Regions from separate parts of the Bos taurus genome. Here region 1 is linked to region 2. A link is a contact called in public Hi-C data. All regions are on one chromosome and are shown on one strand. The core of a region is the stretch at or near the end of the contact, and the rest is flanking DNA. Distances in the headings are between cores, read along the strand shown.

What was found. A called contact is a pair of places that touch in the nucleus more often than the background predicts.
Region 1: a contact with region 2 is called in a Hi-C map of liver, with 5 times the contacts expected there. The contact joins two enhancer-like sites. A contact is called at or near these places in 7 of 11 Hi-C or Micro-C datasets (8-cell embryo, blastocyst, blood and 4 more).

Annotation. Positions count from the first base shown.
Region 1 is chr17:68,379,306-68,384,358 of ARS-UCD2.0, reverse strand. All of the region lies in intron 2 of ZNRF3 (zinc and ring finger 3), which reads right to left. Among named protein-coding and RNA genes, the nearest start is that of C17H22orf31, 26 kb to the left of the region's middle. Within about 2 kb of position 2,193, at least 53 of the 102 cell types and tissues checked have an H3K27ac peak or open chromatin away from gene starts, as enhancers often do. A contact at or near this core is called in liver and skeletal muscle, where this site is marked.
Region 2 is chr17:68,238,030-68,242,676 of ARS-UCD2.0, reverse strand. No RefSeq gene overlaps it. Among named protein-coding and RNA genes, the nearest start is that of ZNRF3, 19 kb to the left of the region's middle. Within about 2 kb of position 3,251, at least 31 of the 102 cell types and tissues checked have an H3K27ac peak or open chromatin away from gene starts, as enhancers often do. A contact at or near this core is called in liver and skeletal muscle, where this site is marked.

The DNA of each region.
Region 1 (5,053 bases), core at 944-3,443, 140 kb before region 2:
AGCAGCACGACACTGTTAATCGGCTATCCTCCAAAAAATCAGAATAGGATGTGACTCCGCCGGCTTTCCGCGAACTCAACCCACCAGCCCCGGAGCCTGACGAGGCGGGGCTTCTGCAGCTCCTTGCCCACTCTCGCCCGTAGCCAGCCGGGCCTCCTCCAGCTCTCACAGCCGCAGGTGCTCCTCTCCACACCCTGGCCCGCTCGGTCCCACTGGAACAGCTCTTGTGACATCACACTGTCACTGTTTACTTAAAGTGCCTCCCTCACTAGAGGGCAGCCAAGGCCTCAGACTTCTTTCCCGCTCCATTCCCAGAATCCAGCAAAGAGCCTGGCACAGGGTAAAATGGCCTAGAAACGTCTGTTGATTGACCTAAAAAGGATGAGCTTTCGCCCCCGGGGTTAGCATCAAACACACCGAGCCCTGCTGTTCCAAGCACGGGCTGTGGCTCGCTCCAGGCCACCTGGTCTCCTATTTCCTCTGACTTTCCGAGTGGCCGAAGGTTCATTCTCTACCAGATCTTCTCGGAAGTCGGGATCCTCCGCTGGGCAGATGTTGGCAGTTTGGTTTCTTATGAGCCGCGGCCGGGTCTTCTGCTGCAGTGCTTGCGTACGGGCCTTCTACTGGTGGTTGGTTCTAACTCAGGAATTATTCTCTCTGGGGAACCTCCACCCCAGTCCCTGAGAGTGGCTCTGCCTCACTGGGGATCTTTATGGGGTCCCAGGCCTCTTGTGGGCAGGTCTCTGATGTCAGGGCACTCGTTGCATGTTCCCCTTCTACTCCTGGGAGGAGCGCAAGCCTCCCTGACAACTCTCAGCAGAGGACAGCTGAGCAAACCACCACCTCCAGGTACATGCGCGGGCACAGACGGCAGGAGATGTGCATTTTCACTGTCCTCTCGTCACTTAGGAAAACCTGGCTTTCCTTCCTCCTCGAAGACTGATGGGAGAAACTGGCCTGCATGACACAGAGGGGCAGCGTGTGGACACTGGGCTGCCCACCCACCCTGCTGTCAAGATCCCAGAACGGGCGGCAGATTCCAAACCCCCAGACTCAAACATGCCCTTGGGCAGAGCCATGAGAGACCAAAAGTGCAGGCTTGTGAGGCTCGTCCACCTGAGGCGTGAACCTCCAGGCACGGTCCCTGCCAGCAACGCAGGGCCCCCTAACAAGCCCTGCTCAGGCTGCCACTGGGGCAGGGGCCTGTCCACACACAGAGACCACCAGCCAGACGCGGAGACACCCTGCCTGATGCTCACCAGTCTCTTGGCTGGTCCCATCCTAGCACAAACAAGCCAGAGCTCCCCAGGTCCCTGCGTGCCCCTCCCTCTGGACACCGCTAAGTGGATTCTAAAGCTGCCCTCCTCACTTTTTCCTTTCCTCCTCCTCCCCTGTGTTCTCGGCTGAGTGACCACCCAGGCACGGGGCTCTTGGGCTTTCTGGTCCGCCGCTGCGCCCTGAAGCATGAGTCACCGCACGACAGGGGACACTCTTTGCCAGCCGAGGGGGCTTGCAAGGCCCGTCTCACCAAGTGCCCTGTTTTCCTACAGAAACCTTTCATTCCATAGGAAATGAGGTCACACACCGGCGCCCATGGGTAACCGGTGAGAAAAGCCTGGTGCCAAGGAGGGGGCGGGCGTCAGAAGAATTGGCCAGGAAAAAAAAAAAAAACCAAAAAAAAAAAAAAGACCCTAACACTCTAACCGGGCAGCGGAATCACCTGCTGCTCTGCGGGGGCGGGGAGGGGGGGGTGGGGTTCTGCAGGGGAGGGTTAGGAGGGAGAGGAGGTGGGGAGGGGCACAGAGCTTAAGAAAATAACCTGGTTTCGTTTCCAGTATGTAGGACAGATAGGGTAGTTACTGAACAAAATTTGCAGGGCATGTGTCTGGTTTACTGCCACGACTTGGAGACCCTAATCCACTGCCTAAAGGGAGACCAACGCAAAACAGCTCCAACCCAGTGAGGGGGTGGGTGTGGGGAAGTGGGGGTGTCGGGCGGCCAAGCGGGCTCACCTTCCGGGGGCGGGAGGAGGCGGATGGGGGAGCCGGGTGGGTGGTGCGGCCCGGCCCGCTCCACCGGCTCCAGGCTCCGGGGCTTGGCTGCAGCCCGGCCTGACCTTCCAGGTTTCCCTGGCCGGAGATCAAAGCGCCGAAGCCACAAACACCGCTCAGAACTCCGAGGCCCTCCCCCCACGCCGCGGGGCCGTCTTCGGGGGGGCGGGGGTTGGGGGGGGAGCCGGGCTCCCATCCGGCCTCCTCTGACCCCACCCCGCCGGCCGCGCCCCTCCCGCCCGGAGAAGGTATTTCTCGCCATAATTAAAGTCATTAAGCCCTCCCGGGGCTCGCGTCGGCTGCGGGTTCCGAGCTCCGGAACGAATGTGATGCATTTTAAGTCCTAGTGAAGATTATGCCGATCTACTTAGGAGACATGTAGCAGCGAGAACTCAGCGGTTAAGTTAGTGGTTAAGGCTGCCTGCGTTTAAATAGTGTTATTTATTCTCAAAATATGTAGCAGCCCCACTTAATTTCTCCTAATTAAAGGAACCGGCAGGAGAGGCTGGGGGCCGCGGCCGTGTCACGGCGCCATCACCAGGTTGGTACCCTTCACGAGCAGAAAACGAACGGAAATGCGGTTCCCTAGATCTTAAACAGAGACATTTAGACCAGTTCCAAGAAACACAACGATCCTCTTTGTTTTAACACCTTGACGAGGAGCACCCAAACCCGGGAAGCTGTCCACGCCCTCCTGCGCCACCGCGCTGCCGGGTTAAGAGGTGTTGCGGGGGGGAGGGGGAACCTCCGCAGGTTGGGTTGTTCCTCGGGAGATGGCCTTGCCTGCGACAGAAACTTGTCGAAGGACTTGTTAGCTGCTGTGTCGGGTTGATGAGTTTCCAGAAGCCCCACTTGAGGCCAGATCTTATAAAGTCAGCAACTAGAAACTTCAAAAAGGACCACCCCCTTCTCTGCATTCGGCAGCTAACGCTTGTTTAATATAAACAAGTGTTAATTAGGTGGCGGGATCGGGCTTAACAACAGTGCCTGCAGAGACTGAAGACCCGACAGGCTCCCTTCCACTAGGAGAGCAAAGGCTGGGCTCCTCGCAGAGAGAACCATCAAGCCTGGCAGACTTGCTTCTCAACCTTGGCAAGTCGTGGGGTGCAGGGCAGCCTGCAGGCCTGGGCCCCTGCCCTGGAGATGCCTATTTCAGGGAGCCTCCCCCTGCAGGATTTTTCTGAGTTTCTCAGTCAGTTTTAAAATTCAGACAGGGCCGAGGTACCACTGAGTCAGGAGCTGCATGAAGCCTCTGGGGTACCTGTCAGAGGCACATTCCGAGGCCTCTCCTGGTTCAGCTGAACTCAGATAGGTCCAGAAGCTAGGTAACTAGCATCCCAGGCAAAACTGCTGATGAGGCAGAGGAATTCCTGAATCAGGAGGCAAAATGAAAACAAAAACAAAAAAACCCTAGGATAGTCTGATTGTATGTTTTCTTATTTTTATTAAGAGGAAGGGAATCTGCATGAAAGAATTTCTGCATGTCCCATGCAGAATTTCTGCATGTCCCATCTGTGGGGCTTGGGGGGAAACTAACAAACCTTTAAATAAAATAAATGCTACCATCTATCTTGAGGGCTTCCCAGGTGGCTCAGTGGTAAAGAAATCTGCCTGCCAATGCAGGAGACTCCGGTTCGATCCCTGGGCGGAAGACCCCTTGGAGGAGTAAGTGGCAACCCACTCCAGTATTCTTGTCTGGAGAATTCCATGGACAGAGGAGCCTGGCGGGCTGCAGTCCATGCACAGAGTTGGATGCACACACGCATACATATCTTAACATATACACCTTCATAGAGACTTGAAAGGCCAGGTTCTAACTGTAATTTCTCCAACTCCTTGGAGTTCATTGTCGGAATGTTTCGGTATGGAGAAAGCTGACCCCCAGGCCCACCCTGCATTTGGGGCGGGGGTGGGGTGGGGCGAGCTTGTGCACATGCGAGGGGTCACCCCAGCCTCGAGGCCAAAGTCCACCCACCCTCCTTGGGAAGAGGGCTGTGCTGCCAGGGTACCCTGCCCCAGAAGGAGGATCCTGGAGGAGAGAACTGCAAGGTCCTGGAAGCCAGCACAGGGCCATCTTGGGGGAGATCTGGGATCCCAGAAACAATTTAGAAGGGGGCTTCCTCTTGGATTGTCTTCGAGTGGCCAGAAGCTGTAGAAACTGGGCCTCCCCGACCTGGTCTTGGGACATGACTGCCTCAGAGCATCAGACCTAAAGAAGGAAAGTAACCTGTTATGTAAGGGTGAGGCAACGAGTGCTTTCAGACAGCCCTGAGCCTGCACAGCACGTCTGCAGGTGAGGTGGGGCTTGTTCCTGGTTTACAGCTGGACAGCCAGTGGTTACATGATACAGCTGTGGTATTGTGGGGAGCTGAGAATGTGACATCAGCTTCTCTCCATAATCCGAGGCTAGAGAAATACTCATGGTATCCTGCTGCTGCTAAGTCACTTCAGTCGTGTCCGACTCTGTGCGACCCAATGGACGGCAGCCCACCAGGCTCCCCCGTCCCTGGGATTCTCCAGGCAAGAACACTGGAGTGGGTTGCCATTTCCTTCTCCAATGCATGAAAGTGAAAAGTGAAAGTGAAGTCACTCAGTCGTATCCGACTCTTCGCAACCCCATGGACTGCAGGCCACCAGGCTCCTCTGTCCATGGGATTTTCCAGGCAAGAGTACTGGAGTGGGGTGCCATTGCCTTCTCCACATGGTATCCTAGGGGTTTCCAAAAGTCAAGCCTGATGGAGATGCGTACAGACATGAATGGTAGTCCACTAACAGTTTATGTGTGTGTGCACTCAGTCGTGTCTGACTCTTTGCAAACCCACGGATTGTACCCTGCCAGGCTCCTCTGTCCATGGAATTTCCCAGGCAAGAATAGTGGAGTGGGTTGCCATTGCCTCCTCCAGGGGATCTTTCCAACCCAGGGATCAAACCTGCATCTCTTGTGTCTCCTGTGTTGGTAGGCATGAGCCTTGGGGAAGCCCCACCCACTAACACCTTAAGTA
Region 2 (4,647 bases), core at 2,002-4,501:
AAAGTAGCCCCAGATCTGAAAATTGCTGGTTGTCATTACAGAGTGGAATAGAGCTCTGAAAACTCTCGTATCAACAATGAAATATTCTAGCCCAGTTTGCCGCTCACTGCTCCATAGGGGGCAGAAGTCAGAGAGGCAGAACTGAGCCACTGCAGCCAGCATCATCTCTTTGTTTTGAGTGGTAATATAGTTCCAGCAGAACGACATCATCTGCGACTTTCCCTGGCCGTCAGGTGGTTAAGACTGCATGCTTCCAGAGGGCATGGGTTCAATCCCTGGTTGGGGAACTAAGATCCTGCATACCATGTGGCCATAAAAAAAAGAAAAGAAAGAAAAACAACATCATCTGTCACGTTAGATTGTTGACAACTGTAATTTTTATTTGCAAATGTGGTTTTATAGTTCTATAAGGTGCTTATACCTAGTGTTATGTTTCTGCATTATAATAAAAGCACTTAGTGAATAATGTGGCAAGGAGAGGGTCAGGAAGAAGTGTTTTCCTTTTTTAAAAAAAGTCCATTTATACATTATCCAGGTTTAAGGAACAAAAGCCTCCAGGATAAAGCCCAAATCCCTAGGCAAGACTTCAAAGGCCCTTTGTGATCCCGTCCCTGAACATGTCTCCAGCCTCGTCATCTCTACAGCCCCCCTTTCTTGAGTCCCCTGAACCACTTGGAGCTCCCCAGCTTAACATATCTTGCTCTCTCAGGCCTTGAATAAACTAGGAATCGGTTTGGCCCGTTTAACAGAAAGCTCAGCTTACAATGGCTTAGCCAGATAGAGGTCTTATTCTTCTCCTGTAACTGGAAGTCCGGAGCGGGGCAGCCGCGCGCTTGTCTCACGGCTCCACGATGCCAACGGAAACCTCCTTTATTGAAGGACGGTTGGTTTGCAATGTTGTGTTAATGTCAGGTGTACAGCAAAGCGATACATACATTCCTTCACAGATTCTTTTTAAAATTTTGTACTCATGTTTATTTCTGACTGTGCTAGGTTTTCACTGCTGCGTGGGCTTTTCTCCGGTTGTGGCAGGTGGGGTCTAGCCTCTAGTCGTGGGGTGCGGGCTTATCATTGCTGTGAATTTTCTTGTTGTAGAGCACGGGCTCTGGGGCCCATGGGCTTCAGTCGCTGTGGTTCTCCGGGCCCCAGAGCACAGGCTCAGTAACTGTGGCACCTGGGCCTAGTGGCTCCATGGTGTGTGGGATCTTCCCAGATCGGGGATCAAACCCATGTCTCCTAAATTGGCAGGCGGATTCTTTACCACTGAGCCATCAGGGAAGCCCTTCTTTTTCAGATTCTTTCCATTATAGGTTATTACAAGATACTGAATATAGTTCCCTGTGCCATACAGCAGGTCCTTGTTGTTTACAGCAGGGAGTTTCTGTTAATCCCAAACTCCTAATCTATCCCTCCCCCTTTCCCCTTCGTGATCATAAGTTTGTCTCCTATGTTTGTGAGTCTGTCTCTGTTTTGTAAATAAATTCACTTGTATTTAATTTTTAGGATTCCATACATAACTGATATCAGATGATATTTGTCTTTCTCTGACTTATTTTACACAGTATGACAATCTCTAGGTGCATCCATGTAGCTGCAAATGGCAATATATCATTCTTTTTTTACGGCTGAGTAATATTCCGTTGCGTATATGGACCACATCTTCTTCACCCATTTATCTGTCCATGGACACTTCAGTTGTTTCCAGGTCTTGGCTCTTGTAAACAGTGCTGCCCTGAACATTGCGGTGCATGTGTCTTTTTGAATTAGAGTTTTCATCTTTTCCAGATAGATGCCCAGGAGTGGGATTTCTGGATTTTATGATAGCTCTATTTTTAATTTTTTGAGGAAACTTCATACTGGTTTTCATAGTGGCTGCACCAACTTACATTCCCACCAACAGTACAGGAGGGTCCCTTTTCTCACACCCTCTCCAGCATTTAATTAATCAATTGCTTTCAGCTGCTCTGGGTCTTTGTTGCAGCACAAAGCTGTAGATCAATTTCGGGAAGGCTGACAGAGTCAAGAGGCCAACGTCAAGCTTTCTGTTCAGGAAGCAAGGAAAGAAATCCCGTTCCATCAGACTCTGATGCCCTCCCCACATTCCCCGCCTCACCCTCCTGTCACCTGCAAGGTTCCACTAATGTAACTTTTGCCCAGAAATTGTTTCCTCCTCTGAATGCCCTCTGAAAGCCAACGGGCTTTCTCCAGTTGCGGCACACAGAGGCTACTCTCCTGTTGCGGAGCACAGGCTCTAGATGGGCTTTCTCCACATTTCTGACTCCCCAGTAGTAAGTCAGAAACGGTCACAGTCACTTTTCCCTTTACCATGGGATTTGTCACACAGATGCTTTTAATCTTGATACAGTCAGATTTAACCATCTTTTCCTTAACAGTCTGCAGTTTTTGCATCTTCTTTAAGAGATCCATTCCATTCTGATGTTCCAAATATGTTTGTTAAAATTTCTGCCAAAATTGTAAGGTTTCATGTTCCACAGAGGGAGCTTTGATGCATCTGAAATTCGTTCATGGTCTGATGGGACAGAGTGAGCCGATCCTGTTTTCTTCCCGTACAAAGAGTCTGTTGTCCCAACACCATTGCTTCCCTGCCGACCTGCTGGTCTGGTGTCTGGGCTGAGTCAAAGTGGGCCGGTTCCTCAGCCACAGGACAGTCCTGGCGGGGCAGCGCCCTCTTGGGCATACAACTTGCAGCAATGCTTTAGAAGCTGCGTGGATGAAGGAGACCCCCTTTAGGGTTTTCAGGAAAGTTGCTGTTCAAAACTTTAGAAAGTATGGGCAGAGAGTGAAGAGGAGTCCAAGGTCATAGTTACAAACTCAGGCTTTAGAGTCAGACAGACCTAACCTAAGATCCCACTTCCCCTCTTGGATGAGTTATCTCCTCCTTCTTTATGGCTGCCCCTCCCGGGGACCCCCTGATCCAACCACAACATCACTCCCCAGCTCTTCCCTGGCTGCCTAACTCTGCACCCCGCTCCACCCCCCAATCACAGATGGCTCAGGTGGGTGCTGGACAAAGGGAGCCCGCTCAGAGACTGGGACAGCCAGAGATTCTAGTGCAAGAGATTTATTGAGGAAGGACCCTAGGGAGGAACATGGGAGGAACTGAAAGAAGCAGGACAGAGCCAGGGAGGAAACTGAGCAGATGCGTGCTTTCAGGAGAGGTCTAACCACAGCCTGATCCCACAGGGAGCTCGGGGGTATTTATTACACTGCAGAGTCTGTCCTGCCCTGAGGCCAGGGAGCCGGACTTTAAACCCCACCCTGTTAGTCAATCATTGGCCAAGGGCCACCCGGGCCGTGTGTGTAACCTCTCAGGCATCTCCTGGCAGGGCAGCTCCTGTTAGCTAAGAGAATCCTCCAGAGAAGGATGGAGCCATGAGCTTTTAGCAGCCAACACCCACAACAGCTGGGAAGTGGGTGTACCAGTGGGCAGGGCACCAACAGTGTCCAGCCCAGAGACCAAATCTCCCTACTTGCTGCAGTTCATCATAAATTAGAAAGAAATAGTTGAAACAGAGTCTAAGGATGTGATGATGGGAAAGGTTTAGTGAAAAATATGTTCTTGGACATGTCTTCACAAAGCTTCGTCAAAGAACGATCTATTTCACTATTTGATGCCTGTTATGTAATGTTAGTTTAAATTGCTCTTTGGCTTTATTTTTTTCTAGTGACAAAATAAATCTAGGTTCATGGTAAATTATTCCTATGCTAAAGTAATTTTATCTTAGCAAGTAATGTCAGATGGAGAAGGAAATGGCAATCTACTCCAGTATTCTTGCCTAGGAAATCCCAAGGACAGAGGAGCCTGGCAGGCTGCAGGCTATGGGGTCACAACGAGTCTGACGTGACTTATCAACTAAACAAGTAATGTCATACATCCTAAAGGAATCAACCCTGAATATTCATTGAAAGCACTGATGCTGAAGCTCCAATACTTTGGCCACCTGATGCAAAGAGCCGACTCATTGGAAAAGACCTTGATGCTGGAAAAGATTGAAGGCAGGAGGAGAAGGAGCGATAGACAATGAAATGGTCGGATGGCATCACTGACTCAGTGGACATGAGTTTGAGCAAACTCTGGGAGATAGTGGAGGACGGGGAAGCCTGGTGTGCTGCAGTCCATGGGGTCACAAAGAGTTGGACAACGACTTAGTGACTGAACAAGAACAATGTCATACAACCTGTCCCCACACATGCATCCTGAGAGAACCACTGGTAAGAGTTAGAAGTATATTATCTCAGCTCTTATCTCTATGAGTCATCTTTTGGAAAGGTCTAGAAAGCAGAAGCCAGAGATCAAATTGCCAACATCCGCTGGATCATGGAAAAAGCAAGAGAGTTCCAGAAAAACATCTATTTCTGCTTTATTGACTATGCCAAAGCCTTTGACTGTGTGGATCACAATAAACTGTGGAAAATTCTGAAAGAGATGGGAATACCAGACCACCTGACCTGCCTCTTGAGAAATCTGTATGCAGGTCAGGAAGCAACAGTTAGAACTGGACATGGAACAACAGACTAGTTCCAAATAGGAAAAGGAGTATGTCAAGGCTGTATATTGTCACCCTGCTTATTTAACTTATATGCAGAGTATATTATGAGAAACGCTGGACTAGAAGAAGCACAAGC